Linked DNA regions of Mus musculus: region 2 is linked to region 1. A link is a contact called in public Hi-C data. All regions are on one chromosome and are shown on one strand. Each heading gives the region's core, a stretch centred on a gene start, on an enhancer-like site or on the middle of the called end of the contact. The rest is flanking DNA. Distances are from core to core; before and after follow the strand shown. Region 1 overlaps Apbb1ip (amyloid beta (A4) precursor protein-binding, family B, member 1 interacting protein). Region 2 overlaps Yme1l1 (YME1-like 1 (S. cerevisiae)).

Region 1 (7,925 bases), core at 1,697-4,196:
TGAGCATAAACTAGTGGCACTAAAGATCAGAGCTATCAGGAGATCTAGGAGGCTTCCATTGGCAGAAACGGGCTGAAGCCACAATCCCTCTCTACGGTGCTTCATAGAGCTTCCACTTGCATTGAGCAAACTCACTGACCTTTAGGAAAGTAGTTAATCGTCAAAGGTGATCTGAGCTTTTGAGCTATGCCTTTAATATGCTGGAATATGAGGGAGAGCATATGGTGTGGTTTCCCTGCAAGCTTTGTGCTTGTTGTGTCCCACATCGATCCTCTGCAAGACACATAGTCTGCAAGGGCTTTAGTTATTTCTAAATTTATTTATTTCTGTGTTTAAAAATGATAAAAATTGATATTTGGAGAGCTTCCTGTTTATTTCTTTATCCACTAGAATTTCTGAGTTTATATTGAGTCATTGAAGACAGCACTGTATTTTAAAGATACTACAGGAATAAAACAACAGAAAATGTAAAGGATTCCTGTCTGTGGTCTTTTCTAGCAACTGAGAAAAGTTGACCCTTTTAATTGGATTGCTTCCTTTACTGACTCGGAATTTGCATCAGCCTGGCCTGGAAGCCAGCTAGTTCCTTGATTGTCCCTCTTAGATTCCTCTTTCCTGACGACGCCAACCAGTATGCAGACTGTTGCTGTAGTTCTCCAGTTGCGCCAGGAGATGGCGGCAAACACTTTTGGATGGCTGCCCCACACTGTGTTGTTCCTCTCCTGGGCATATACCCAGAAGATGTTCCAACTGGTAATAAGGACACATGCTCCACTATGTTCAAAGCAGCCTTATCTATCTATTTATTTATTTAAATTTTTAATTAGGTATTTTCCTCATTTACATTTCCAATGCTATCCCAAAAGTCCCCCATTACCCCCCACCCCCCACTCCCCTACCCTCCCACTCCCCCTTTTTGGCCCTGGCATTCCCCTGTACTGGGGCATATAAAGTTTGCAAGTCCAATGTGCCTCTCTTTCCAGTGATGGCCGACTAGGCCATCTTTTGATACATATAGCAGCCTTATTTATAATAGCCAGAGCTGGAAAGAACCCAAATGTCCCTCAACAGAGGAATGGATCCAGAAAATGTGGTACATTTACACTTTGGAGTACTACTCAACTATTAAAAACAATGAATTTATGAAATTCTTGGGCAAATGGGTGTATCTGGAGGATATCATCCTGAGTGAGGTAACCCAATCACAAAAGAAGTCATTTGATATGCACTCACTGATACTTGTCATGATATTAGCCCAGAAACCTAGAATACCCAAGATACAATTTACAAAACACAAGAAAATCAAGAAGAAGGAAGACCAATGGGTGGATACTTCATTCCTCCCTAGAATAGGGAATAAAATGTCCATGGAAGGAATTGTAGAGACAAAGTTTGGAGCTAAGACGAAGGGATGGACCATCTAGAGACTGCCCCATAATCAGCCACCAAATGCAGACACTACTGCATATGCAAGCAAGATTTTGCTGAAAGGGCCCTGATATATCTCCTGTGAGGCTATGCCAGTGCCTAGCAAATACAGAAGTGGATGCTCTACAGGATGGAACACAGAGCCCCCAATGGAGGAGCTAGAGAAAGTACCCAAGGAGCTGAAGGGGTCTGCAACCCTATAGGTGGAACAACAACACGAACTAACCAGTACCCCCAGAGCTCGTGTCTCTAGCTGCATATGTAGCAGAAGATGGTCTAGTCGGCCATCATTGGGAAGAAAGGCCCCTTGGTATTGGGAACTTTATATGCCCCAGTACAGGGGAATGCCAGGGCCAAGAAGTGGGAGTGGGTGGGTAGGGGAGCAGGGCTGGGGGAGGGTATAGGGGACTTTTGGGATAGCATTTGAAATGTAAATGAAGAAAATATCTAATAAAAAATTTAAAAAAATAAAATAAAAAGGAATCAGGTGATAACAAAAAAAAAAAAAAAAGAAGTTCTCAGATTTCAGTACTGTAAACCTTACGCCAATAATCACGTTCTAAAGGGGATCTTGACATTGGAAACATCAATCAAACCAAGTAGTGTGGTCCAATAGCATTGAGTAACCTAAACGTCAGAGTGTTCAAGTGTGAATCAGGCACTTGGTAGCTAGAATGTGACGTTCTGTAGATGTCTGCAGCATCCTCAACAAAGAAATCTGCAAAACCAAATCAAGGGCTCACCGTTCAGTACCAGGACCTCAGATGCCCGACTTACAACAGAGTCTCTGCTCTGACTAACATGTGAGCAGGACATTGGCCAGTAATTAATATTTAAATTCTTCCTATGAAAGCACAGGGTGAGCTCGAGGGAATGGCTCAACAACTGATAGGGTTTGCTCTTCAGTCATGAAAACTACCAGTGTTTGGATCCCAGCACCCCCATAACAAGCTGGGTATTCCAGCTCCGAGTCGGGTGGGGTTTACTGGCTTCTACCTAACTGAGAACTGAGGTTCAGGTTTAGGAAGAGACCCTGTTTTAATGCAATAGACATAGAGTCTTAGAAGAAGATGTCAGATGTCCTCTTCTGACCTCTATTTGTGTGTACTTGCACACATGTATACACATACATTTACATAGATACTACAGACATGTAAAAATCAGTAAAATCACGAAGAAGAAAGTGTCTAATTTTTCCTTCAGAGATATTTAGAAATTTGATATTGTTACCTTTAGTTTACTCTTAATATTAAATATTCCATTTTTTGGGTTTTGTGCATATCATAGGAGTCAAGCAAACTGTGCAAAGTGCACCAGTTATTTGTGTCGAGGTGTCCACTCCACTTAAGAAGCACAGTGAACTATTTAAGTATGTTATTCACCTAACTACAGGAAAACGTGGTTGTACCCAGAAATCAGGTGGCTTTTAATATAAAATAAAGGGCCACTACATTTCTTCCAATCCTCTAACTTCGTGGTTCTGAGGTGAGCTATCTGGTTGACACCAAGTTCACACTTCAGAGGTTCTTCGGGCTCTGTGACAAAGTCTCAGAGCCTGTCACAATGCTAGCCTTGGTCACCTCACCTTACTTACTTCTGTATAACTCAGCCTTTGATTGAGAAATTACTTACAAAAGGGCTTAAAGAAAACACAAAATCAATGCCAACCAGCTGGAATCTTCCTCGTGATCCTTGTCTCTGATCTTGAATAATAGAAGCTCTGAGTGTGTAATGTCAAGGCCATTGCAGAACATTCTTGCTAAAGGGGATCCTAATGTCCTCTAAACTCACAAATGAGGAAAGAGAGCATCAGACAAGGTTAAACAACTTGACTTGGGGTAAAGGTAACATCAGGATAAAAATTAGAATAAAATCCTCTTTTGTTTAAGCCCTGGGAGTTGACAATATAACCCCCAGGCATGTAAAAAGATGGAACGCAGAGACAAATGCCAACAAAAGTGTGGTTATTCTGTGATTTCATAATAAAAGTTTGAAAAAGACTGAAAAATCATATTGAATGAGTGTTAGAATGTTTGGAGAATGTCAATAAATTCCATGGAAGGTTTGGAAAGAGGCAGAATCTAAGGTGGAAAGGAGCTGAGGCAGGACTGTTTCTAGGCTCTGGTGTTACTGATATTTTAAAACTGCAATGATGCTGAGGTTGACCTAGATGATGAACTTAAGGATGACCAGACAAAGGAAGGAGTAAGGAAGACGCTGATAGAAAATCAGGACTGCTGCTTCAAGGATTGGAAGATGAAGGGATCTGAGGCTGATCTCTCTGTTCAGAGCTTGGTAAAGCACGTGGCTATTACAGATCTGTGTCCGCTGAAAAGTAAATGCCACCTCACTGTGTATGAAGCAAGTTTGTAGATGTCAGGTTAAGATGAAGTTATATTGAACTGGTATATGTCCTAAATCCTATGACTCTCCTTCCTTACAAGAAGATGAAGAGAAATAGATGCAGGCACACACAGTGACAATGATGACCGTGCGCTGATGAACAAGGGGACTAGTGTCATGTAGCTTCAAGACAAGGAATTCGAGGGCTGTTGGAAACTTCCAGAATCCTGGGGAAAGGCATAGAACAGATGGCTCCAGACTTTTCAGGAAGTAACTCAGCTTTTTTTCTTTGTTCCTTTTTAAGACATGATCTCATGCTACCCAGGAGAGCCTTGACTGGGACTCCTTAGTGTTGGAAGTCACTATGCGGGGCTCTAGTCCTGAGTGTGTATGTATGTGTGTGTGTGTGTGTGTGTGTGTGTGTGTGTGTGTGTGTAGGTCAGAGGACAACTTCTGGGAGTCAGTTCCCTCCTGCCACTATGGTTCCAGACACTGAACTGAAGCTTGCATAGCAAGCTCTCTTCCCCCAATTCTGATTTTAAAATGCAAGAGCACTAAATTTCGACTATCTTTAAGCCAATTGGTAATGTGTTAGGGAAGAAGTGAGTGGAAGACTAATGTGGAGATGATGAGGTCATTAATTTGGGGAGAGATTGCTGAGGATGGAGAGGAGGTCGGGTCAGTGTCTAGAAGGTGGTGGCCGAGGTGTCCTTAGATTTGCAGTCACTGCTGCTGTCCAAAGGTGAGATCATTACTGCAGCCTGGGGATATTTTGCATACCCAGTAGCTGGAACTGTGGCTAGGATATGAATTCTCACAGAGAGCAGCAATATGGTGAGAATCCCACTCAAGTATATCCAAGGCTTTTCTTTGTTCCCAGCTGCAAACCTAATGTTTTCTATGGATCACAGCAGAAATACGATTTATATTAAAAGACAGTTTTTAACTGCTTTGTGAAACTCTGTGGCTGATGTTTTGGTCTTATCAGATTTTAATCCCCTCTCAAGATACCTTTGGAGCTATGCTATACTCTGGTTTACTGAAAAGAAGATAGAAAACATTTCTTATCAATGCTTAAGGTATAACATGAAGGTCACTCAAATGGAAGCGTTTCTTCCTTGAAAAGCCCACAGCGACCCTCTTTCTATCAACCTGTGTGCTCAAATAAACTCCCACTCTACTTCAAACAGGCTCATCCTAAAATCCTTTCTGCACAGAGTCAGGGATTCAGTTTCACTGGAGTCAGTCTATGAGAATAAGGGAAGCTCCCAGGTTGTTGGCAACCATTCTGGCCTGTACCATCGCTGACAATCTGAAATCTGATTGAAAAGTATCTGGAAGAATAGCACCTGAGCTGCACTGCTGAGCTCCCATTCAGACTTGGCCACTTACAGCTCAAGTTCTATATCCATGAACAGAATGCTTTATAATTGTTTGCTGTTATTATTCTCACTGCCCTCTCATAAGCAATGGACATGGATGCACAAAATCCAAGAGACAGGGTGCTGTCTTTGGCGATCCTCCTTCTGACCTCACCAGGACCTTTACCATTACGGTTCTTGTTCTAGAGTGTTTTCCTTCAGTTACAATTCCCATATCACTTCATTTATGTCTTTTGCCAAATGTCAACACCTCCCTGCCCCTATCTGAGGGGAGCCTGACCCAGCTCTGGTCAGCTCTAACCCACTCCTCCCTGTTTTGAATCACATCTGTATTTGTTACCTGACATCTCAGCACATGCTTTTCTTCACTGTCAGTTCCTCACACTGACCTTAAACTCCAAAATAGGGCTCATTGTACATTTGGTTTACTCCTGTTTTCTCTACACCTGGAATGTTCTCAGAACACAGCTGCCACTCCATAAGTAATGAGTGAGTGAATGAGTTTAGCACTCTGCCTTGCTTCAGTCCCTTTACAGCCCTGGTTCTGAGCTTCACATTATGAGCACAGGATTTCTCAACAATATCAATGTCAATATTGGGGGCCAGGTCATCTGGTTGTGGGCTTGTTTCCTGCATTAGTAATATCTAATGTCTCTGGCTTCTGTTAGATGCCAGGAAGTAGTGCCTGGTCTCTGTCCCGAGTTATGAATATCAGAATGTCTCTAGGTATAACCAATGTCTCCCAGGAATTATAAGGCCCTGGATGAGACCCTCCAGGGAGTGTCATGCTGACTAGGCTGGTATGGTGTTCATTATTGTAAAAATTATTGATAAATTACTAAAAGTGGGTACACAGCAATGGAAAGACGGGCATAATATTGAGCCCTTAATGAAGCCACGAATTCCAGGCAATTATTTGATTACAATAAGCAATGCTAATTGTGGATGAAGACAAATTATTGAATATTTGACTTGGCTGAATTATTAAGACGAAGAACAGCACTTGGGAGGCAGAGGCAGGTGGATTTCTGAGTTCGAGGCCAGCCTGCTCTACAGAGTGAGTTCCAGGACAGCCAGAGCTATACAGAGAAACTCTGTCTTGAAAAAAACCAAAAAACCAAAACCAAAACCAAAACCAAACCAAACCAAAACAAACCAAAACAAAACAAACCAAAACAAAACAAGACTAAGAACAAATGCAAACTTACCTTAGTCTTAAGTCCAGAGCTCTGTAGGTCAAAAGACACTCAAGCATAATTATAAAAATAACCCACTTGCTGACCCGAGTGGTCTGAGAGTCTAACTTTAAGATGTAAGCTGCCTCAAATTTCTGATAACACACATTTCCCCTGGACAGTATGCACCTTTAAAAGTCTCACAAGCTAAACTTGTCATGGTGGTCCCTGCTTGTAGACCCAGCACTTGGAAGGTGAAAGCAATGGATTAAAGGACCAGAAGAGTCTCAGCTACACAGCCAGCTTGAGGCCAGCATAAGATACACAAGACTTAAAAACAAGGTTTACAACCTGGGCAATTTTTTAAAAAGGCTTCTCTATTGTTTTTCTAGAAAACATTGGCAAGATCATAATTTCAAAAACATTCATACAGTGGAATAAAAATATAAGAATTGAAAACTGGTCTGTTTTATTAATGGAGTCTTAAATTAATTTACTCAAAATATAAAACTTATGTTTTTAGAGTTGATAAATTTAAATAAATTTATTTAAGCATATTAAATAAATTTAGATTAAAATTTTTAGGATCAGATGAAAGCTTTTGAGGACATAAGTTGATAGATATCACAGTACTTTGTTATTTTGGTTTAAAACAACACATTTTATAATATCATACTTAAAATTTATGAAATAACATTTAACATTGGTTCAGGCAGAGGCAGGTGGATTTCTGAGTTCGAGGCTAGCCTGATCTACAAAGTGAGTTCCAGGACAGCTATACAGAAAAACCATGTCTCAAAAAACCAAATTGAAATGACTTAGAAGTCTAAATGAGTATGTCATGACGTACCTTTAAAACAAAGCAGTGGTCAGTGGGTGCTTTGTATTTCATTTTACACTGAATCCCATAGTAAATGTTTACATTTTCAAACTGTATAAAACATGCCAGATCGCGGGATGTCTAAAAGACAGGGGAAAAAAAAATCTCTCTGAGATGGCAGTTGCTAATTCCCCCAGTTTCTCTTTGATGCTGCAATAAAGGTTCTTTTAGTAAGTAAAATATTGAAATTTTAGATAATTTATACAAACATCTTCTGAACACAGTTTTCTCTAAGTCAAGCCTACATAAAAGATGACAATCAGGGCTGGTCCTGCAATGGAATGAAAAATGATGTGGTTGGTTGTCCCAGCATCTGTTGTGGAATCATGGTTGGTTGTCCCAGCATCTGGGGGTCAGAAACAAGTGATCATGCACTGTTGCTACTGATGCAATCATAACAGGCTAACCACTGTCAGAAACTTCACTGTGACTGACTTTTGCTATTTCAAGTCAGTAGCAAGTTTGTGATTGTGCATTAAACAAATCAGGATGAAGAATGAGAGATAAATTTGATGCTCAGTAAATTAGCACCGGCTCCATGCTCTTTCATGCTTTCTCCTTTGGCTGTTAGGGTTGCCATGGAAACAGAGACTTCGGTGAATAAAATGTGTTGTAAAATGGCAACCTGTAATCTACATACTTGGTTTCACTTTGACTATACATTTGTTCCACTATCCTTGTTGTCGTCTCTAGCATATTCTAGAACCCCTACTTAGT
Region 2 (7,925 bases), core at 2,649-5,148, 310 kb before region 1:
AGGGGACTCAATGCCCTTCTCTGGCCTCCACGAGAACCAGATACACATGTGCACACACACATTCATACAGGTAAAACACTCACAAATCTTAAAAAAGAACTCCTTAGTAAAAGAGCTCCTCAGTAAAGGTAAACCCAAGTGAGCTACTCAGTCACCTAGACAGAAAAAGGTGCCAACACTGTCTTTTTAGAGGCTTCAGAAATGGAGACTGCCTGAAACGTAGGATTAATGTAGTTATAATCTTTGTCGACACTCTCTACTCTGCAAACAACTCCCTAGCTTTCACTCTGCTATGCGAAAACAAGCAAAGCCTCTGTGGCTGCAAACCCTGTAATCCTAGCACACAGGAGGTGGTCAGGAGCACCAGGAGCTCAAGGTCAGCTCTAAGTCACAGAAATCTTGAGTCCAAAATTTCTCAGAGCTGAAATAAAGCTCTATTGGTATGGTGATCATCCATCATGCATGAACCTGAGTTTAATCCCCAGTGCCCCATAAATTAGACATGTAATTACATGTCTCTAATCCCAGCACTCAATCTTGTTTCAAAGAAAAAAAGGATGGAGAAAAAAATTCTTTAATGGTTTTCAGAGTTTTGTGAATAATAATCTTATGAGGGACATATTAATGAATGCTTAGAAGACATCATTTTTAAAAACTACAATAGTTTTAATTTTAAAATTATTCATTTAACGGCTTGAGAGATGGCTAGGTGGTTAAGAGCACTGAGTACTCTTCTGAAGGTCCTGAGTTCAAATCCTAGCAACCACAAGGTGGCTCACAACCATCTGTACAGCTACAGTGTATTCATATACATAAAATAAATAAGTCTTAAAAAAAGGAAAAAATTATTCATTTAATAACTTATTATTCTGATATAACTAGCCACAGAAGTAGAATTTTGAAAATATTACTTTAAACCCAGCATAAACAAATGGTATACTAATTTTTTTAAAGTCAAACTAAATGAACCTCACTTCTCAAATATTCTTCCCCATTAACAATAACTCTAAGTTCAACAAAAGAAAATTTTGGTATGATAGTAAGTAAAATTATTTGTTACAATTGTAAAAAATATAAAAGCCAGATGTTTAAGGAGGAAATAAATTAACTCAGATATATGAAAGTCTTTACCAGATAAAAACGGATTTTTTAAGAGTCCATAAATGCCAAACAGGAGCAAAACAAAGAGGATCAGACGAGTTCGCCTTAAGGAATCTGAAAGAGGAAAAGGACTTGAATTAAATGACAACAATGAAATATAACACCTTTATGGCCAAGCATTAGTTAAGACTTTAAGATGAGAATATTGTCACTGGTGGAATATTTATCATGCCTGAAGCCCTACGTTGAATCCTCAGGAGAACAACAAAAAATTGTTTTTAAAGTTTAGGTTTATAGAAAAGTTGAAAGTGTATTTTTACCACCCACCTTGCCCTGACCACCAACTAACATGCATTTATGAAGTAAACTTGTTAGCAAGAAAACCAGTATTTGTACAGTTGTATCTGGTATAATTTATATGAGGGCTTAATCTGGGTATGAGACAATCTTCAGTTAGCACACTGACTAAGGTTTTCATTGTATTTCTTGGTGTGTGTGTCTGGGTTTATGCATGTGTATGTGTGTGTTTATGTGTGTTTGTGTTTTCTCTTTGCTGGTCACCTTCCTTCCCCTACAACAGTTGTCCTACTTTCATATTATTCGTATACATGTATCTCATACAGTTTACCTTCGATTCTACATGCAAAAATACTGCAATTTTTGCCCCTCCTGTTCCCTTTAAAGCCCGATCCCTCCAACTTAGAAAACAAACAAATGTGCACATATGCACAAATCCTCACAGAGATTCTGCATTAAAATAAACATACAACACTTATCAGAATCTGGCTTTTATATTTAAGATAGTAATAGCCAAATCCATCCATTTTCTTGCAAGTGACATTTCATACTTCCGGATAGCTGAATAATAAAATCTCACTATATGTAAATACCACATTTTCATACATTTTCTGTTGATGGGTATTTGGGCTGGCTCTGATCTCTTGGCTACCATCCCTACAGTTAAGTAAGCACCAATGTACAAACCTCTATGCCATGCTTAAGATTCCTTTGTTTACAATTTCAAAAATGGTAAATATAACTGTTATATTCAGTTCACTTTTCAGTTTCCTGGGGAATCTTCATGTTGTTCTTAAGGGCTCCACCAGATAGGTATCCTGTCATCAGCAGAGTATAAAGGTTCCTCTGATACTCTGATTAGTGGTTGTTCTGACTGGAGATAATCTCAGTTGTTCTGACTGGAGATAATCTAGAAGAGTTTGAATTTGAATTTCCATAATGGCTGAGGAATTTGGAACTTTTTTCATAGACTTACTGGCCATTTGTAGTTCTCTTTTGAGAACTGTCCAATTCATTTAACCATTTACGGATCAGATGATTGAGTTTTATGGTGAATAAAAATTGAACAATTATTCATAGATTCTAGACATTAATCTCATCATGTTGGCAGAGTTTTTTCTTCTATTATAGAAAATGTTACTTTATGTTCCTGATTTCTTTTGCTGTGTGCAAGCTTTTTAATTTCATATACTCCCATGTGTCACAAATTGCTGGAGTTCATCTTGGAAAATCCTTTCCTATGCTTGTATATTAAAGTGTTATACTTGTGTTTTATTCCAGAAGTTTGAGTTTTAAATCTTGCATTAAGGTCTTCGTTCCATTTTAATGTTTATATAAAGTGAAAGGCAAGGATCTAATTTCATTAATCTACATGTGGCTATCCATTTCTCCCAGCACCACTAGTTGAGAGGTTATCTTTTTTTCTAATGCACATCATTACTTTTGTCAAAAACTAGACAGCTACCAGAACATTCTCTAAGAACCCTGTATTTATCAAGGCACAATTCCTACCCTTTATTTTTATTTCCATTCCCATACAGCTTAGGAAAACTTAAGTTTTATGGTGGATCATAACCAATATTGAAACTGATTTTCTTAAGTTTCTACAGCACAGTAAGATTGTTCGGCAGGTAAAAGCTGGCCTTGCAAGCCTTGCGACCTGAGTTAGAAGTGCTAGAATCCAGAGGAAGGAAGGAAGGAAAGCAGAAGGAAAGAGCTGACATTCAAAGTCATGGGGTCTCCACACCTGTGCTGTGGCACAGCAGCACCTTCACTCGCATCACACACTGTGATAACTTTTACAATTAAGAAAAGTTTTTGTTAACACTTTAAGGAGAGGACTAAGCATCTTTCCAACTCTCCTTCCTATTCATCATACCATTGGTCTTCTGTGTAAGAGCTTGAGCTTTGAGAAAACCCTCTGCAAAACCAGTTTTAAATGCATCTTGGTGAGCTTCAGGTATGTTTTTAGTTTTCATAAGTTTGTCCAAACTCTCAAGATCTGTTCCTCTGTCCCGCAAAAGAAACCCCTAAAAATGTAAGAAAATAAAACAGTGTCAGAAAGATACGAAGAAATGATGCAGTGTCTGGAGATTTTCAATCTACTGGACAAAATTAAACAAATAGGCATACTTTACAAATAATTTTGATATTCTGCTAGAAGCAATATGTACGGCAATATAATGACTGCTAGCTATGGAAAACAGAATTTCTTACTGGGGCTAGAGAGATGGCTCAGCTGTTAAAGGCAAGGCTTGTAACCAAAACATCAAGAGAATGGGATCAAAACCACACGGTTGGAGATGTAGATTAGTTGACAGTGTTTGGAGATGTGGATTAGTTAACAGTGTTGCTGAGCATACATGAGGCCTTCAGGTTCATCCACAGAACCACATAAACTGAACTTGGCAGCAAGAGTATGCAATGCCAGCACATGAGAGGTAAAAGCAGGAGAACTGAAAGTGAAAGGTAGCCCTTAGTACACAGAGTCATGTGCTACATGAAACCATCTCTCCAACTTCCTCGCCCCTCCCCTGAAAGTCATATAGTCAAAGGCATCATGTCACACGTCTGTAATCTTAGGACTTAAGAGGATGGATTAAGTTCAAGGCCACTCTGGGTTGAAGAAAACTGTCACAGACACACACACAAATATGTACACAGGAAACAGACATCATGAGCAAACAATTTGAAAGAACAATATGAAATAATGTCCAAAAACTGTAAATAACCTGGTAAGCATAATGCCAAGAAGAGATAAGGGCATTTAATAACCATATTCAAGATGAGAACAGAAAAATGGTAAATAAAGTACAATAAAGCACTGTGTTATGTAAGGCTATGTTGAGTAATAAAGCGGAGCAATGCAATTAATAAAAAGCAATGATGATACAAGTTTGGAGGCAAGACTAAAGTAGCAAGAGTAGAAACAAAGGATTAAACGAGTACTCAGTGGAGTAATCCAAACAATAAAATGTTATACTTGTCTATGAATGGCAGTGCAACAAAGAGGAAGGGAAAATTTTAAGAAATGTTAGCTGGGCAAAGTGGCTCACACTTGTAATCCCAGCTTTGAGAACCTGAAACAGTTCTGTCTTGAGTTTGAGGCCAAACTAGGCTACATGGTAAGGTTTAGAACAACCTGGGCTGCAGACTGCAAGTAAGAGAAGCATTACAGATTAGTGGTGTCGATCAGCAGCAGATCATTTGGCTAGAATATATAAAGCCTAGGTTCAATGCCTAGGACCACCACTTTCCCACCAAAGTTACTTATGAGTGTACACTGAAGAAAGGATGGCTCTTTCAACAAACAGTACTGGGAAATCTGGACTCTAAAAAGCAAAAAAAAAATAAATAAATAATTTCTATTTCTAATGTGAACATAATTCAAGCCCAAATGGATCAAAAACTGGAAGACCCAATACCCTGAAACTTTAAGAAAGAAATGAGGAATAAGGCTTCTACTTATCAGCAGACATACTCACGGTTCTGAATAAGACTTCAGTAGCATAAGAAGTAAGAATAATAAACAAATAGGATCTCAAAACATTTCAGTGCAGCAAAGGAGACTAACAAGCAAGTGAAGACAAAGTCCATAGAATAGGATATACCTACCAGCAACACATGTGGCAGAGTTTGTGTCTAGAACATACGAAAGAACACAAAATACTAACCGTCAAGAAAATAAGCACCCAGTTAAAAACTGAGCAGAACTGTACAGGAAATTCTCAAAAGGATATATAAATGGCTAATGAACACTTTAGAAAGTGTTTGGCATATTTAGCCTTAAAGAAAAAGAAAATTAAAACTAAGACTTGAGGAACACAGATAAAAAACAAATGTTGGTACAGGTGTTTGGGAAGGGAACCCCTTATACACTGTTGGTCAAAGTATAAACTAGTACAGCCACTCTGGAATCCAGAGACTTCTCAAAAACTGAAAATAGAACAGCCACATAGCTAAGCTATACCACGGGCAGACACCTAATAGACTTTATATGCTACTACAGAGACGTACACATTACTATTCTACTTTTAATAGTAAGGAAGTGCAATCAACCTACATGGTAATGGATGGATAGGAAAAACATGAACTGGTCATGGTGCTACACACCTTTAATCCCAGCACTTAGGAAGCACAGTCAGATGAATCTCTTCTGAGTTAGAGACCAGCCTAGTCTACATAGTGAATTCCAGGTTAGTCAGGGCTATGTAGGAAAACCATGTCTCAGAGAGGGACTGGGGTAGGGGGAGAAAGAGGGAGGGGGAGGGGGAGGGGAAGGGAGAGGGGGAGGGGGAGAGAAGGAAGGATGCATATACCCAAGGAACTGTTATTCAGCTGTAAAAAAAATTTAAATATGTAGGTAAATGTATGAAATGGGGGGGAGGGGAATTATACTAAGGTAACAGGCTCAGAAAAACAAATGGAATGATCTCTCTTACATGTAGATTCTAGCTTCAATTTTTTTGTTTTGTGTATTTAACTTGGAGCCTAAGTGGAAAACAAAGAAACTAGATAGTGGCCTTTTGGGAGGAAGGGAGATGTAGAAGAACAACATCCACATCTTAAAGAAGAGTAATATTATAGCCAAAATGAGAGAGGTGGAATATTAGCTGCAGAAAAACTTTAATGGGGCTAGAGAGATGGCTCAGCGGTTAAGAGCACTGGCTCCTCTTCTGAAGGTCCTGAGTTCAAATCCCAGCAACCACATGGTGGCTCACAACCATCAGTAATGAGATCTGACCCCCTCTTCTAGAGTGTCTGAAGACAGCTATAGCGTACTTACATATAATAGATAGATAGATAGATAGATAGATAGATAGATAGATAGATCGATCGATCGATCTTTGGGCTGGAGCAAACGGAGCCAGAGAGAACAACCATTCATAATGAGATCTGACACCCTCATCTGGAGCATCTGAAGACAGCTACAGTGTACTTACATATAATAAATAAGTAAATCTTTTGGAAAGAAAGGCTTTAATGGGTATGGGGGAAACTTGGATTGGAAGGAAAGCTAACGCTTATTAAAAATATAAGTACATGAAAAGCTGTATCTCACACCCCAATTTAAAAATATGTGAAGGTACAATAGGACACTTGTGAAGTCAAAGAAGAGGGGAGAGAAGTGGAGGCTAAAGCTTAAGCAGATATAGGCAGGTAGATGGGGGTTAACCAAAACTAAGGATGTAGACAAAAGCCTTATACAAGCCAATGGTACGCTAATTTCAAAATAAAACTTAAAAAATAGTTCAAATGAAATTATCTTGCACAGATAGACAATGTGTTTCTCAAAATATATAAGCAATTAAGTCATAAAACAAGGAATGAGAGACTTCTCTACATGTCACTGATCAGGGAAGCCCTAGGGATCATCAAAACAACACAGGCTACTGCCATTATCCTTGTTACACAGTAAACCTCAATTGCTATAGATACCACACATGTTGGTTATCAGTCCATAGAAAATCAATCTCAAACTGAGAACCTTCCTTCCTGCGTGCTAGCTTTCATGGTGTTGGAAGGTACAATGCAGGTTTCTGGGAGAGAAAACTATCAATGATCTTAACCAGCTGTACACCCTGCATGCTCCAATACTGATCAGTCAAGCAAGAAAAGCCTATTGGTACAATAGACATGACTGTTACTAAGGCACCTAACCTCTTCCTGAGAGGAGAGGAGAGGAGACTGTTCCACTGAAGGGAAGTCCATGCCTGGCACTGTAATCCTCTTCAAAAAGCCCATGGTCATAGATTCTAGGGTAAAATCTGCTATTTATATTTTTACCAACTGGTAATGCTTTCAAGTGCCTTCTAAATATTTATGTTTATAACCGTAGAACTGGCCTGCTTTCAACCTTGGTCAGACAGCTTCTTTTTTCACTGTGCAGCAGCCAATGAAAAGATACAAAACTAGTAAAGGTACTAAAAATAAGAGAATGAGTGAGTGTTCAGCCCTAAACAGGACATCTATATCAAATACCTCTCTCCAGCAAGACTCAGGGAATATGAAGGAAGATGCAGGAAGAATTTAAGAGCTATCGCACAGGAAGGAATGCTGTGAATACTGTCTTCTAGGCATGATGCAGTTATAACCTTCATGAACTCACAGCAACAGGTTACCTGCACAAGATCAAGCCAACCAAAATTCTGACATAGTTGTGGTGGAGAATTTCCAGGGCTACCACTTACTGCGTATCTTTTTATAAGGATGTGGTAGAATATCCATGCTACAGTGAATAACCCCACACAGATGCATATATGAGCAGCACCAACTGGACTAAGTAGGTTATATTTAAAAAAAAAAAACAATTTAACTTTAAAGATATGAAATTGGGAGGCAGACACATGGATGGGAAAACAAATGGGAAACTGAAATAAAAAATAGGAGGTAGATATATTTCATTGACTACATGTACGAAATTCTCAAGAATAAAAAAGAGAATTGTGTTTAAGGATTTATAAGCACATTTAATTAATTAATTATCAGTGATGTAGAGAAACAGGGTGAGGGCTCCATCAACCAGA

The links. Hi-C and Micro-C count contacts between places; a contact is called where the count stands out from the background.
Region 2: a contact with region 1 is called in a Hi-C map of CD8 T cells, with 2.3 times the contacts expected there. The contact joins two enhancer-like sites. A contact is called at or near these places in 2 of 484 Hi-C or Micro-C datasets (CD8 T cells and natural killer cells) and 2 of 9 other capture datasets (adipose tissue and liver).

What each region holds. Positions count from the first base shown.
Region 1 is chr2:22,857,587-22,865,511 of GRCm38.p6, reverse strand. Apbb1ip (amyloid beta (A4) precursor protein-binding, family B, member 1 interacting protein) reads right to left here. Exons shown (of 14, transcript NM_019456.2): 10 at 7,179-7,289. Among named protein-coding and RNA genes, the nearest start is that of Gm52503, 32 kb to the left of the region's middle. Within about 2 kb of position 2,946, at least 7 of the 459 cell types and tissues checked have an H3K27ac peak or open chromatin away from gene starts, as enhancers often do. A contact at or near this core is called in CD8 T cells, where this site is marked.
Region 2 is chr2:23,168,459-23,176,383 of GRCm38.p6, reverse strand. Yme1l1 (YME1-like 1 (S. cerevisiae)) reads right to left here. Exons shown (of 19, transcript NM_013771.5): 6 at 3,278-3,428; 7 at 1,132-1,215. Among named protein-coding and RNA genes, the nearest start is that of Yme1l1, 16 kb to the right of the region's middle. Within about 2 kb of position 3,898, at least 8 of the 459 cell types and tissues checked have an H3K27ac peak or open chromatin away from gene starts, as enhancers often do. A contact at or near this core is called in CD8 T cells, where this site is marked.